2 separate regions of the Sus scrofa genome follow, and region 1 is linked to region 2. A link is a contact called in public promoter capture Hi-C data. All regions are on one chromosome and are shown on one strand. Each heading gives the region's core, a stretch centred on a gene start, on an enhancer-like site or on the middle of the called end of the contact. The rest is flanking DNA. Distances are from core to core; before and after follow the strand shown.

What was found. Promoter capture Hi-C pulls out the DNA fragments that hold promoters and counts their contacts.
Region 1: a promoter capture Hi-C map of liver shows a contact between it and region 2, with 7 times the contacts expected there. The contact joins two enhancer-like sites. A contact is called at or near these places in 1 of 5 promoter capture datasets (liver), 3 of 47 Hi-C or Micro-C datasets (embryonic fibroblasts, liver and skeletal muscle) and 1 of 2 datasets of contacts at active chromatin or transcription factors (skeletal muscle).

What each region holds. Positions count from the first base shown.
Region 1 is chr1:17,510,858-17,518,286 of Sscrofa11.1, reverse strand. All of the region lies in intron 1 of SASH1 (SAM and SH3 domain-containing protein 1), which reads left to right. LOC106508822 (a long non-coding RNA gene) reads right to left here and starts at 5,717. Exons shown (of 2, transcript XR_001305890.2): 1 at 5,358-5,717; 2 at 3,391-4,273. Within about 2 kb of position 1,931, at least 9 of the 83 cell types and tissues checked have an H3K27ac peak or open chromatin away from gene starts, as enhancers often do. A contact at or near this core is called in liver, where this site is marked.
Region 2 is chr1:17,327,576-17,334,322 of Sscrofa11.1, reverse strand. It overlaps SASH1 (SAM and SH3 domain-containing protein 1), which reads left to right. Exons shown (of 20, transcript XM_021072061.1): 12 at 273-416; 13 at 4,085-4,220; 14 at 5,859-6,028. Among named protein-coding and RNA genes, the nearest start is that of UST, 190 kb to the right of the region's middle. Within about 2 kb of position 1,547, at least 10 of the 83 cell types and tissues checked have an H3K27ac peak or open chromatin away from gene starts, as enhancers often do. A contact at or near this core is called in liver, where this site is marked.

The DNA.
Region 1 (7,429 bases), core at 682-3,181, 180 kb before region 2:
AACAAGGGGCCTTTGTTGTGTCTCTTTGCTGTTGGAATCAACATCATCTGATTTTTGAAAATACTCAGTAGATAAAGAGGAGCTAGTACCTAGTTGTTTCATTTATAAGGCAGAGGAAAAAATTATGCTTAGGCAATACATTTTTTGTTCCTTTAAAAATATTTGTGTTCCTTAAGAGGGAAATGGTGCAGAAAATCTGGTGCCTGCGTACCCATATTAATACTTCTCTTAGATTTTAGTCCTTATGCCAGCCAGCACTAACCGTAGGAGCAGAGCATGTTACGTTTCCCTAAACAGGGAATTGTTTCACTAAGCTTGACCAAGGCACTATTTAAAGAAGTAACCATGACCCCAGTGTCCTGCCACTCAAATTTCTATCTCTGTATGTGAGAAGCTCATTGAGACATTCTCATGGTGCCACCTCTTTTGATGAGTTCTTCACCAAGTTCATTTATTTATATCTTCAACTGTATAAGGCGGCTCAGAAAAATTGAGATAATTGAGCCTTTGTGTGTGTGTGTGTGTGTGTGTGTGTGTGCACATGCGCGCGTGCCTCTGTGTGTGTCACAGGAAATGCAATTTGAAAGAAAGTACCCAGGAAAGGAAAATGGCTTTGAATGACTGAGGGGAGATTGAAAAATTTACTATACATGGGAAGGATTGCGTGAGAAGAAAGATGCATGGATCTGAGGTTCTAAAATGATAGAACTTTATAGCAGAAAGGAAAGTTGAGATTTCTTCTCTCTCTCTCCCTTCTTTTTTTCCCTTCCTTCTTTTTTCAGAAACAGGAATGGGAGTACCTTTTTAACAGCCAACAGGTACATTTAAGGGGTGTAATAGCCTCATTCCTTGTGGTCCAAAATGTTGGCTCTTCCATGAAAGTCATAGAACAGAATAAAGCCAAGCTCTTTTCGGACTTCACATCAGGCTGGACAATGCAACTAAGACTCATGGTTGTCTCAAGTAATTTATGCAAATATGTGACTCTTTAAAAAAAAAATGAGTGGTAAAAATGGATATCACACTTTCCTTTGTTTTAATGTCAACACATATTTTTTCCAGAATGTTACACTCAGCTCAATGCCCTCCCATTTAATAGTCATATGCAAACTATTTTGCATATGTACAATTTTATTTATAAATAATCTGTTATTGAAAGTATTCTAGATAATACATCAATTCTGGATAAGATTTGTAGTAGTCTTCTTAGTCTTCCGTGGTTTCTGGGATTAATTTTGTAAGTGCGAATCTTTTGTTCTGTGTATATAACATTACAGCACTTCAAAGAAGCAGAGTGATAGTTTTAATTGGAGCTTTTAAATTGAATAGAAAAAAATGTATTTTTCACAAGTATGTTTAAGCAAGAGAGACAGCCAAGGAGGCATTCTCATTGGGTAAAGTTTATAAAATAGACAAGATTGATGAAGCAATTTGGTTGGTGCCTGATACTTGCCAGCTGTGCTTTTAAGACTTTTCTTGCACAATTGGGAAATATTTAACATAATCTCTGATCTCTTATTAACACATTCCTTTTTTTTCCTCTCTTACAGTCTCCTAAGCTAAACAGATAAATAGCACAGAGTATGATGCTAAAGATCATTCCTTCTCCACGCTTCCTTTTGTTTCTCGTTTTCAGTGTCAGTCAGCTCTCACAGAACCTCACAGCTCCCGCAGGAGACACTGCTCTTGTGTTAGTTCAGAAGTAATTATATGGTGAGTTGAAGTCTCTGGGTTCTTTGCCTGAAACATTGTTAATTCAATGTTGTCAGCCCCCTCAGAGGTTTTTGTTTCTTGTCTAGAATGTGTGTTACTGAAGAGTTCAGAACCCTCATATTTCAGAATCACTAAGGGCTTTAGAAATGATGTAGTCTGACCCGACTCTGCAAAATGAAATCTCGGTCACATCGTATTATGCCTGATGGAATAATTCCCAGGCAGAACTTTGGTGTTTACATTGCATCAACACAGAGGAAAACTGAACTGGCCAGGCTAGTAACATTGCTTATCAGAGTGGAAGAAGAGATTTCAGAGAAAAGTATTTATAGCCCTGCAGCCTCATTTGGTTTATTTACCTTCTTTCCTTGGCCTTTTTGGGCTGTCTTCACTTAGTTTTCATTTCTCTTTGGTTTGCTCTTAGCTCTTTGCTCAATCTCTCTTACCAAATACTCCATGATGAAGAGGCTTTATTATTATTATTTTCTTTTTAGGGCCACACCTGTGGCATATGGCAGTTTCCAGGCTAGGGGTCAAATTAGAGCTACAGCTGCTGGCCTACACTACAGCCACACCACCACCAGATCAGAGGACCATCTGCGACCTACACACAGCTTGTGGCCATCCCAGATCCTTAACCCACTGAGTGAGGCCAGGGATCAAACTCATATCCTCATGGATACCAGTTGGGTTTTTAACCCACTGAGCCACAGTGGGAACTCTGAAGAAGCTTTTAAACAGGTACTACTTTAGCAGGGGTTTGGCTTGCTTTGAAGGGAGTTGTGAAAAAACTGTACACTTACATTTATTTGGGATTGTCAGGGGAAAAATGTTTTGGCATTTCAGTCTTTCCTTACAGTTAGTGCCCCTAAAGCACTGTGGAATGCCCCAAGTTAGAGTGCCAGAGAGGGCTGCCGATGGTAGGCAAAAACTAAACGAGCTTATCTCTTTTCATTGCTCAATTTCGGAAAGCAAAAATGGTAAAAACTAAAGTGGACTATTTATAATCTTTTGGATTTAATCTCTGCTTTAGCTCACATTTTTTCTGCAGCAAATATATTGCCTCTGAAAAATAACAAGTGTTTGAATGAAACTGTGTTCCTAAAACATATGCTACTCTTATGGATAATACATTTTATTCCAATAAATACATTTAATTCCAATATTTTATTGTTTGCCCTTTAAAATCCATCTCTGAACCTGTGATCTGGAGAGCTCCATTCACGTATCTCTGAACAGTTTCTTTTACCAATTAATTTTAAAAAGCAATCCAATGGTATAGTTTTCTATATATATATATATTTCTTTTTTCTTTTTGGCTTTGCCCGTGGCATGTGGAATTTCCCAGGCCAGAATCAGACCCACGCCGCAGCAGTGACACCACCAGATCTTTAACCCACTGAGCCACCAGGGAACTCCTAAAAGAACTTTTAAAAGCAAAAGCCATCTGACTTTTTTCTGCTCCATGTAGCTGTGTTCACTTGAATTCAAATTCTCTGGAGCCCATTTCTTTATCCTCAAAATGAGAGATTTGATCCAGGTCACCTCCAAGGCCCTTTCCCACCCTAATGGGATATGTAACTCTATTATAAAAAGCTCTTTATAAATGGTACCCTATGGGACTCTGAAATAGTATGATGGCAATCGTGATGTTGCTGATTATTCTTTACATTTTGTAAAAAAAAAAAAAAAAAAAAGCCCCTGAAGGAATTTTTGGAAGATTGACATTAATCAAAGGAAAAACGACTCAGTTCCTATGGGATCCTGCTGTATAGCACTAGGAACTATGTCTGGTCACTTGTGATGGAGCATGATAATGTGAGAAAAAAGAATGTATACATGTATGTGTGACTGGGTCACTTTGCTGTGCAACAGAAAATTGACAGAACACTGTAAACCAGGTATAATGGAAAAAATAAAAATCATTACAAAAGCAAAAAGCAAAAACAAAAAACCAGAACCACCCCCACCAAAAGACTCAATTTGGAAGAAGTAATCAGATTTATTTTGAGTAGAAGCATCACGAAGCTGATAAGTGAAAATGTTCAGCTTCATTTTTAAGACAGTCAAAAAATGATACATGTTCTATACGTAGAAAAATGACTGTTCGAAAACTCATATTTATATACAGACAACAAAATTATAGGTGTTAGGTTTGCCAAGGGAAGAATGCACAAGGCCTAGCTGGTAAAGCAAAAGAGATTTATGAAGGCATCAGAGGGGCACGGGCTGAGCTCAAGATGGCACCAGCCCTGACTGTGAGCAGGTTCCAAGCTTATAAAGGATCCGTGGCAGGAATCTGTGCCGGGAGTTCATGGCGGGAACTTGTGGCAAGAACGACAAGAAGGAGGAGCGGAAGTTCAAGGGCGGAGTAGGTGGGGAGGGGTAGGTGGTCGAGTCCTGTGACAGAGGGCAGTGAATCCTTGTAGGCGGTTAATCTCTGCTCCACATTCCGGGGAAGGGTGTAGGTCTTGTGCAGGCTGTACCCAGGTCCAAAGCAGGTCTCCAAGGTCAAAAGGTACATTCGAGGGGTGGGGTCTGTCTCCATCCTCCTGGGAACCTATTAATAGGTACCAACATTCCCCTTCAAATGCATTACTTATTTCCTTTTCTATTTATTAGGTTGTGCCAGGAAAAGGAGCTTAAATGTCTAGAGTAGATTGATTGCTCTGAGTTCCAAAATGCTGGTTAAGATTTAATTATATTGATATGTGTGTTTAGGTTGTGGCTAAATAATACCTATGTTTAGATGACCCTGACATATAATATCACCTTTGAGGAGGTAGGTGGCAATTAGTGTGGCCTTGCTACATCTAGAATGGGGAAACGGAGGTGGCACAGAAAAGTTAAATGCTTTGCCCTCAGGTCATCTGATGAGGCAAGAAGAAGGACTCCCGACTGGTGCTGCCCCCACCATCCTGCTTGTATGGCTTCATTCTCAGTCACTGGTCAGAATGTGTTTATGTGGAAAACAAGCTGTCCCCAGTAGAGGTAGCACTGTCCTTTGTATTTTCTGGAATTGAGTAAGGTACCAGGTGGCTAAAACACTGAAATTCTTAAGTAGACTAGTAAACCCAACTCTTAACAGTTGCCTTACCTTTCTCATCATTTACTTCTGTTCATGTCTTTATAGATGTAATAATAATGTGCTGATGATAACAAGCCCACCACTGCTTTAGAGAATTTATTTGGCTACCTAGCATCTTAGAACACATACCTGGCCTAAGGCCAGCTTCAGCTCAGAAAAGCACCAGGCGTGGGCATACTGATTCTGTGCCCAGCACTCCACTTCAACACAACGCCTCCTTACTGTCAAGGGAAAACTTTCTCATTCTTTCTCTTTCTTTTCAAAAATGTTGTCATCAGGGATTAAGCTTATACACGTAATTGCTTTTGAAACTTTTTATTTTTTTCAATCTTGCACTTTCTTCTAAGGGCTATTCATCCATTTGCGTTGATTCTCCCTAATTCCTGCTTTTAGGAAGGGGATTTCAAGGACGAGCGCTCTTCGGTCCCTCAGCCCTCCTTTAATGTGGTGGGCTCAGAAGGAAACACACACACACACACACAACCAAGAGGCCTCTAAAACAAGCAAGGACTCCCCCCACCACCCCCGCCCCGCCCCAACCCAGGGGGCACCTTACCTGGTTTTTTGTACCCTACAGCGTTTTGACCTAAGGGCGGTTCCTCGTGGTTTCCGAAAAGTTTCACAAAATGATCAAACACCCAATCAAATGTGACCTGGATTGTCAGCTCTCAGGGTAAATTCTCTGAGTGGTTTGTAAAGAAAGGATCACAACAAATGAAATACTTCTACAGGGCTCTTTCTCTTGTAAAATAAATCCGTCATGGATCTTGTCCTTGCAAAAACACACACACAGGGCCCCAAGTGTGTTGGTTAAATGGCTACAACCATAACACTGACTTTTGAAAAGGGCCCTTCCCTAGGTCCTTACTGTCAAGGACCCGTTGAAGCCCAAAGCTTCTTACCCCTCTTTAGGGGAACTCCCCTATTTAGCCGACACCCCTAGCAATCACGGCCTTTGGGGCGCCCGGAAACTAAAAAAGTCCCCACTCATAATAAACACGATACAAACAATGGCTCGTGCCCAAGCTTTCACCCTTGTTTTTCCAGGTCTTGGCTGAGAGAGGCAGAGTTGTAATTCCCGAGGTCGCTTGACTCCAGGAGGGGCGAGGTGTGCAGTTGTAACCACACTGACTACTTGGGAACTCTTTCAAGAGCAGCTTAAAGATTAACTTTCTCGAGTTTCTGTGACCAAAACTGTCTGAGTGAATAGCGTGATTGGAAACTTGTGCAGGCGGGAGAAGCGCGGCCGCTCTTTCAACAGGCGATTTGTTCTCCTGTCTATGGCTCATTTCCATGCAAAGAGCCTGACATCAGAGCACCTTTTGTTGCTAAACGCTTTCTTTAGCTTCGCGGGGAGAGAGTCATGTGGAGCTGGAAGGACTCATTTTGAAGAGAGGGGGCCCGGGGAGTTCCCCCCAAGTTCCAGAGCCACCGCGGTCGCCCGGCGGGGCCCTGCCCAGACTTGCTGGAAGTGATGAGTCGCGTGCCTACTTAGTCGGTCCCGATTACAGGAAGAGACGCCTTTGCAGCGGGTCGCATTGCTCCTGGGCTGCCAGGATTCCCCGCCGAAAAACTCAGTGGTGCGAACCTTGCCTCCTGCTACCCGGTGGCCGAGCCCAGCCGGGCCGGCAAAGTTTCGGGACTTGTCAGTCGCGCTGCCCGCCGCCACCTCGAGCCGAAGTGCGGGCGCCTTCCGGGGGCGCCCGCGGGGCCGGAGGCCGCGGGGGATGCGGCGCGGGGGCGCGGCTCGGTGACGCGGCGGGCGGAGACCGGCGCCGGGGGCCGGGCGCGCGCTGCTGCGGGGCCGGGGCGCCCCGGGGACCCGGCCATGGAGGAGGACGCGGGAGCCGCCGGCCCGGCGCCGGAGCCGGAGCCCGAGCCCGCGCCGGAGTGTGAAGCGGGCGCTGGCATGTCCGAGGCGTTCTCCCGGCTCTGGACCGACGTGATGGGCATCCTGGTGAGTTACCTGCGGCCGCCGAGGCGCGCGGAAGGCGGGTCGCGGGCCCCGGGACGGGCCGGCTCCCGGCCACCCCGCGCTCCCTTGGCGCTCGCCGACCCGGCAAGCCCAGTCGGCCGAGTCTTCCTTCTCCGGCTCTAGTTCTTAGGGGGTTAAATACGCACGGTTTAGGATTTCAAACCCTAATTAAAAAATAAGCCGCCTCGGATCACATCAAAGTTTTTTGTTTTTTGTTTTAAACAATCGGGTATGATATTCAACAGTTTAATCTGGGACACCTGCTGAGAAGTTGGTGTGGAGAAAGAGTCCTTCAAAGACTGGGTGTAAATAAACCGTATTTGGCTGATGTGCTTTCACAGTTGGATTTGGGAAGAAGCTGATGTTACTGATGTTTATCTCTTCTCCATTTGTTGTCTGACCGGGAGAGGAAACCAATTACCTCCTACTCAGAACCTCAAAAAGTTTACTTACTCTGTTTGCAGTTTTTAAGACTTGTAGATTTACTGGATATTTGTTGTTATGTGTTGGGGACTAAAAACAGTAAGACTTATTTTGCTAAATCTGTATTGTCATGTATTTTGAAATGTCCAGTAACTGAAACAGCCCATAGATTTGGCAGAATTTCTGAAAAAATAGTCTTTAGGTGTGGAGGATGAAGCTTTAGCTTGCTT
Region 2 (6,747 bases), core at 298-2,797:
ATAATAGAAGAATATACTAAGATTGAAGAAAGTAAAGTGACTTACATCCCACTTCAAACAAACAATAAACAAAAGCCCCTTAGTCAGTAGCTTTTAATTTTTAATTGAAAAGATAAATAACCTAGCAGTGAATTAATATAAGGAAAAAGTGAAGGTCCCGAGGCATGCCCATGTTTTTCTGAGAGGTCGAACATTCAGGATTTGAATAATAAAACCTGTTTGGGAGCCTCATTTTCTGTGATTAAAGATGCTTATAACCTTTTGTTTTGCAGGGTAAAGAAGGAGATTTTGTGTACAAAGAAGTAATCAAATCACCCACTGCCTCCCGCATCTCTCTTGGGAAAAAAGTGAAATCAGTGAAAGAGACCATGAGGAAGAGAATGTCTAAAAAATACAGCAGCTCTGTCTCTGAGCAGGTATGTGAGGGCCAGGCAAAAAGCCCCCTTGGTTCCTCCCGACGACAAGAAAAGCCGAGCACGGTCAATCTGAGATTTTACATGGTACTATACACATGCATTGACCTTAACAGGCTCCAGGACCATGCTTAGTTTATGTGGACAAACACTGGATTCAGCAAATATTTATTAATCACTTAGGTGCTGGGCATACAGAGCAGGCCCTGCCTTCTAGATATAGTGAAAGAAAACACAGCCATGTAAAGAAATGATTTTTCTTTAATGCAGTAAAAGCACTAACTACAAATTAGAACACAAAGGAAGGATTTTCTTTTCTAATGTAGCCCTTGCTCCAAAATGGGCGTCCCTGGGATCAAACCAAAAAAGGACAATCATGTTTTCTTAGACAGCAGACTTCTTTCTCTCTCTCTCTTTTTTTCCCTTATCAAAGAAATGCAGTGTTAGGTCGTTCTAGAAGCACAGAGCATGTGTGAGAGGTAAACTTAAGGTGCTTCCTGGATGTAGGACTGAACATACTACTGCTGTTTCTGTGAGGGTGTTTTCACTAAGTAGCCCAATCTGCAGCCACTAAGATAACACAGAACTGACACCTCTCCCTTCCCCAATTCTATAATGTCATCACTGGGAACATGACCTGTTTCTGTCTTATTTGTGTGGGTAGAGGGAATAATGACATTTGGAAAGCTGGGCCTGGAGATAATTTTGACCATTAGATTTTTAGAACCCTCTCCGCTGGCACTTTTATAGTGTTCATTGTGTAGTCTATTGAAGTCCCTGTGCGTGAGCTGGTTGTCTACCTGAAATGTGGAGGTGATGCCGCTCTATCTACTGAATAAAACAGCAGGGGAAGCAGACATTTTTGTTCAGCTGCTGCCCTCTGGTGGACACAGAGAGCTAAAAACCAAGCCTCCCTGTGTATTGCTTTGCACACCAGCTAGCCAGCCTCCTGCCCTGTGAGACACACAAAGCCTGTACATCTTCACTTTAGTACAGTGGTTCTCACATACTGTAGGAGGTTGATTTTGCTCTCCCACCAGCCCCCGGGCTTTGGCTGGGGACATTTTCGATAGTTGTAACCGGGTTGGGGTGGGGTGATGTTGGGTGCTACTGACATCTGGTGGATAGAAGTCAGAGATGCCCCTTACAATACACAGAGCAGCCTCCCCCCACAACAAAGAATTGTCCATCCAAATGCCATTCGTGCTCAGGTTGAGAAGCCATGGCTTGTTAGACCTACAGGGGAAGTCTGGGCAGCCTCTAGTGTCTCTTCTCCATGATTGTTTTCCTTGTTCTTTTCATTTCTTGTCCCTGTGGGTGTGGGAGTGACGGTGACTCTGTATTTCTGGCCAGCAGTGACGCAAACTCTGCACTCCTGTGAAACACACATCATGCCAAGGAAAGCAGTGCCTCAAATTTAAAGCACTTTGTTTAGTTGGCTTTTCCCCCAAATTGAAACATCCACCAAAAGCTCTTGTAAACTTACATTCCTAGGCGTTTTCCACTTGATGAATCATGAGCCTCGACCTTTAATGCCGTATGGAGCCTTTTTCTATAATTTCACTAGTATGTAGATATCTCATATTTTTAGTCCTCTGTGTTTTTAAAACAGTCATTTCACATAAACCAAAAAAAAAAAAGAAGGAATCACTGTCATGTTTTTTGGAGAGACAAGTATTACTGATGGAAGGCTTTAATTTCCCCCCTACTTTTTACTAAGTATACCAACTATTCTGGTAAGGATTTGTGTCTGCTCTATTCCTACTCTGTATGCCCAGCTTCTAGAATAGTACCTGCTCTTGCAAGCAATCAATAAAGATGTGATAAATAATTTTCTAAAAGCATTTGTGAACATAGAGTATACAAAGTGTATATTTCCTATGACTGTTTTTCAAAATGTGAGATTTTTTTTTTCAGGAGCATTTTAAAAAGATTTTAATTGGAAAGGTGGCTGATTTTATGATTCAAAAAATGAATGAAAACCTACTCCAGAATTCGCCCTTTGCAGTTTAAGTCACTTCCTAATAATGCTCCCCTGTTTATGGCAGTTGTTGTTCAGGGTATTTGCTTACTCTCCTTATGTATAAAGCAGAAGTGTGTTTTGGGTCAGAAGCTGCCCTTACTGTTGTCCTTAAATGTTTGCAGGGCCCCCGCAGAATCTCAGGCAGAGCCCGTCTGATGATTCGGCACTCTGCAAATAACAGGTTTCGTTTAGATGGTTTAGTGCTCACGTGGCTGTGTAGTATGCCAGAGAGTGTTCTATTTGGGCAAGTAAACCATTCTGGCTATCATTGGCTATCGACATCTCAATGAGCAGGCTCTAGTCACCCTTCATTTGCCAAGCTAATGATACCTAGGCATCCGAGAAGTGAGTAAAACTGCTGAGTCATAACTGTTGACCTTACCATCTAAAAGGGACTTCGCAGCTTTTTACTAACAACACAGAAAAAGAAGTGAAAGAAGGTGAAATCCTAGGGTGACGTATGAAAATTGATTACAGACAGAACAGTGGTATGTTTGCTCTACAGTTGACCCTTGAACAACACGAGCTTGAATTGCACAGGTCCACTGAAAGGTGGATTTTGCTAGAGCACTTCTGGATCTGTGGTTGAATCTGGCAGGTGCAGTACCCCGGATAAGGAGGCCAACTACAAGTTATATTCAGATTTTCAGCTGCAGAGTGGCTCAGCACCCCTAATCTCTGTGTGTTCAAGGGACAGCTATATATCTGGGTCTTAAGTTAGTATTTTATTAGCCAATTTCAATAACTTTGTGATAGAAATATATAAGAATCTGGCCTTTTTTTTTTTTTTGCTTTTTAGGGCCACACCTGCGGCACATGGAAGTTACCAGGCTAGGGGTCCAACCGGAGCTACAGCTGCCTGCGTACACCACAGCCACAGCAACGCAGGATCCGAGCCACATCTGTGATTTACACCAGAGCTCACAGTAACACGGGATCCTTAACCCACTGAGCGAGGCCAGAGATCACACCCGCAACCTCATGGTTCCTGGTTAGATTCGTTTACGCTGCGCCACAGTGGGAACTCCCGGAATCTGGCTTTTTTGTTGTTGTTATTGTATCCATGGCATGTGGAGGTTCCTGGGCCAGGGATTGAACCCATACCTCAGTTGCAGCCTGCCTCACATGGGTTAAGCTGGATCCTTAACCCATGCTGCCACAAGGGGACTTCCACATCTGGCTTTTTTTTAAAAGACAAAAGATACCCTCTTTTTTTTTTTTTTTTAAGTGTAATTATTTCAGACAGGCTTGATGTCCTTTGATAGTACCTTCTGGACACTGCATTATTTGCGGATTATATCGAATCTGCACTTAAAGTCCAGTTTTTTACTGCATAAGGAGTTTGCTCAAAAGTCTCTAAGTCTTTAATGAAATGATCTGTCTACAAGGTAGATAGATTTTTTTTTTTTCAAGAACATCTATTTGAGCATGTAAAATACTTCTTGAGTGCTTAATTAATAGTTACATGAGCCACAACTTTAAAATGAAGAAGGCTATAGATTACAAAGAAGGAGACTATTAGGTGAAGAATCAGACACGGATATAAGAATGGATTTGCTTGACTTTGTTGTGGGCTCGACTGCTGTGAATTACAAAAGGACGCCCGTCCCCTCTGATGAGCTGTAATGTTTCTTGAAACCCATTTCAGGATTCAGGCCTCGACGGAATGCCTGGCTCCCCTCCATCCTCTCAGCCTGACGGCGAACACATGGACAAGCCCAAGCTCAAAGCTGGAGGGTCTGTGGAGAGTCTGCGGAGTTCTCTGAGCGGCCAGAGCTCGATGAGTACGTCCCGTTTGTTTTTTTTTTCTTTTTGCTATTTCTTGGGCCGCTCCCACGGCATATGGAGGTTCCCAGGCTAGGGGTCCAATTGGAGCTGTAGCCACCGGCCTACGCCAGAGCCACAGCAACGTGGGATCCGAGCCGCGTCTGCAACCTACACCATAGCTCACGGCAACGCCGGATCGTTAACCCACTGAGCAAGGGCAGAGACCGAACCCGCAACCTCATGGTTCCTAGTCGGATTCGTTAACCACTGCGCCACGACGGGAACTCCAGTACATCCCGTTTGTAATCGTAGATGATTTCCTTGGAGTCAAAATCAGACTTTTCCTGAGTGTCAGGTTCAGGCAGTTGAAAGGTAAGACGTTTCTACCCGTAAGATGCCCATACGGAGACACACCCGCAAGATACCTGGCCCTGGCATCCTATTTGTTCTGTAGCTGATGCTCAGCAGTGGCACAAGAGGTGAATTTGAGTCGGAAAAGAGAGAAAGCAGGTCAGAGGAAGATCTGGAGCCTGGAGGCGAAGGGGTTGGGGTGGAGGTGGGGCAGCTCACCAGGTGAGCAGCGGAGTCAGAGCAGAGGGCCAGGGTCCTGCCGGGCACACGCTGCTGTCCCGCCCCACCTCAGGGAGCATCCTCCGCCTACAGTTGTAAATAGCGATCCTTGGACCACCGTTTTGTCTTACAGATTTGGGTAGAAATAACCTCATCAGCTCCTTGTCCCCTGCTATTGTCTTTGTCCTTGTGAATCCAGTTCCTTTATTAGCCTTTTATTGGGGTTTAATAAAAGAGAAGACAAATGCTTCTCTTCAGCCTGCAGTCTTTAATCAGAAACATTTTTATGCAGGATTCAACACAGTAATGTGACATTATTTTTCCCTGATGAATTTTGGGCACTGGGAGGTATCAATAATTCTCTTCTGGTTTGACAATGAAAGCCGATATCTTCATAACTTTTATGATTAAAACATTATTGGAATTCCCCGGTGGCTCAGTGGGTTAAGCATCCAGCGTTGTCACTGCTGTGGCGCGGGTTCCATCCCTGGCCGGGGAAATTTCCACATGCTGCAGGAGCAGCCAAAAAAACAACCACCAAAAAACCCCACATTATTATCAGAGCAATAAAGTAGTCAACTAAGAACCAGAAAAATAATAAGAGGAGAGAATTACAATTGTCCCCGAAACAAATGCTGTTCAACCCCTCTCGGTCCAGTGGTGGTGTTAGCCAAACGCTACAGGGGAGGGAACCACGTTTAAACCCACCACTTTAAAAGCACTTGACCTTGGGCAAGTTGACCTCTGAGATTCCTCCTCTGTAAGCTGGGGTCACAAGCAGTAATGCTTAACAGATGGGAGGCCATGAATGTTAAGCGCGGACGGCGTCCTCCATCAGGGAGTCTCTGTGTCACCTGGATTCCCAGGTCAGAAAGGTAACTTGCTCGAATCCCCTGTCCCATTAGAGGGGACAGTCAGGAAACTCAGATTCTCCCCAGGTCTCAGCTCTGGTCCTGACAAATGGCTGTGGCTCGAGACTTCCCTTCTCTGGCCCCTGCCTTCCTAGGCTGTGGCACCTTCGCTGCGTCCGGCTGGCTGTGCAGCCAGTCTCTGTTGACCGCGTTCTGCCTGTTTCTCGTGTCCAGGCGGCCAAACAGTGAGCACCACGGACTCCTCGACCAGCAACAGGGAGAGTGTCAAGTCGGAAGACGGTGACGACGAGGAGCCCCCCTACCGGGGCCCGTTCTGTGGGCGTGCCAGGGTGCACACCGACTTCACGCCCAGCCCCTATGACACAGACTCCCTCAAGCTCAAGGTGCGTGTGTCTGCCTGGCCGTGGAGCCCTTGGGCAGGGTGCCTTGTTTCCGTCAGAGACGTTCTTTCCTCCCAGCTGTGGAATGCTGGGCTGGTGTGGTGCACACTGGCCAGTGTCTCGGCTCCCTTCGGAAACGGGTCTCCTCGGGGGGGAAAAATGAAACAGAGCCGGCCAGCACTTGGGGATCGAGGCGGTGTCATGTTAATCCTTTGTTGCCACCACCTGTTCCTGCTGGCCCTGCTGTCTTCTGCTCTCAGCTTCCTTCTAGAAGTCCTGTCACCCTCCACCTCCAGTCTCTGTGCTTTTGCCACCTGAAGGGACACAACTGGCTTCTCCGTGCGATCGGTGACATTTGTACAGGATAGATGGGGTTCCTCAAAATGTGTGATGCAGTCGCAGGACAGGGGTTGCCACTGACCTGATTGGTGGGCAGTCCTTGCTCTAGGACGTAGGAGCTCTGGGTGAGGGTGGGCATTCAGAGAGCCAGGGGTCCCCCAGCCTCGAGCGCTGGGAGACACTGGGGCACACCATGCTGTGAGGCAGGAGGGCGCAGAGGACGGGGCCCCCGGCCTCCATGGGGTCCAGCGCCACCAAACAGGCTCTGTCTGGCTCTCTGCCAGACCCCCATTATGTAAGGTGACCCGAGGGACCCCTCAGTGTCTTCACATCCATGTGACTAACACATCAGATTGATGATTCATGCTGGGAAGTGGACCCGA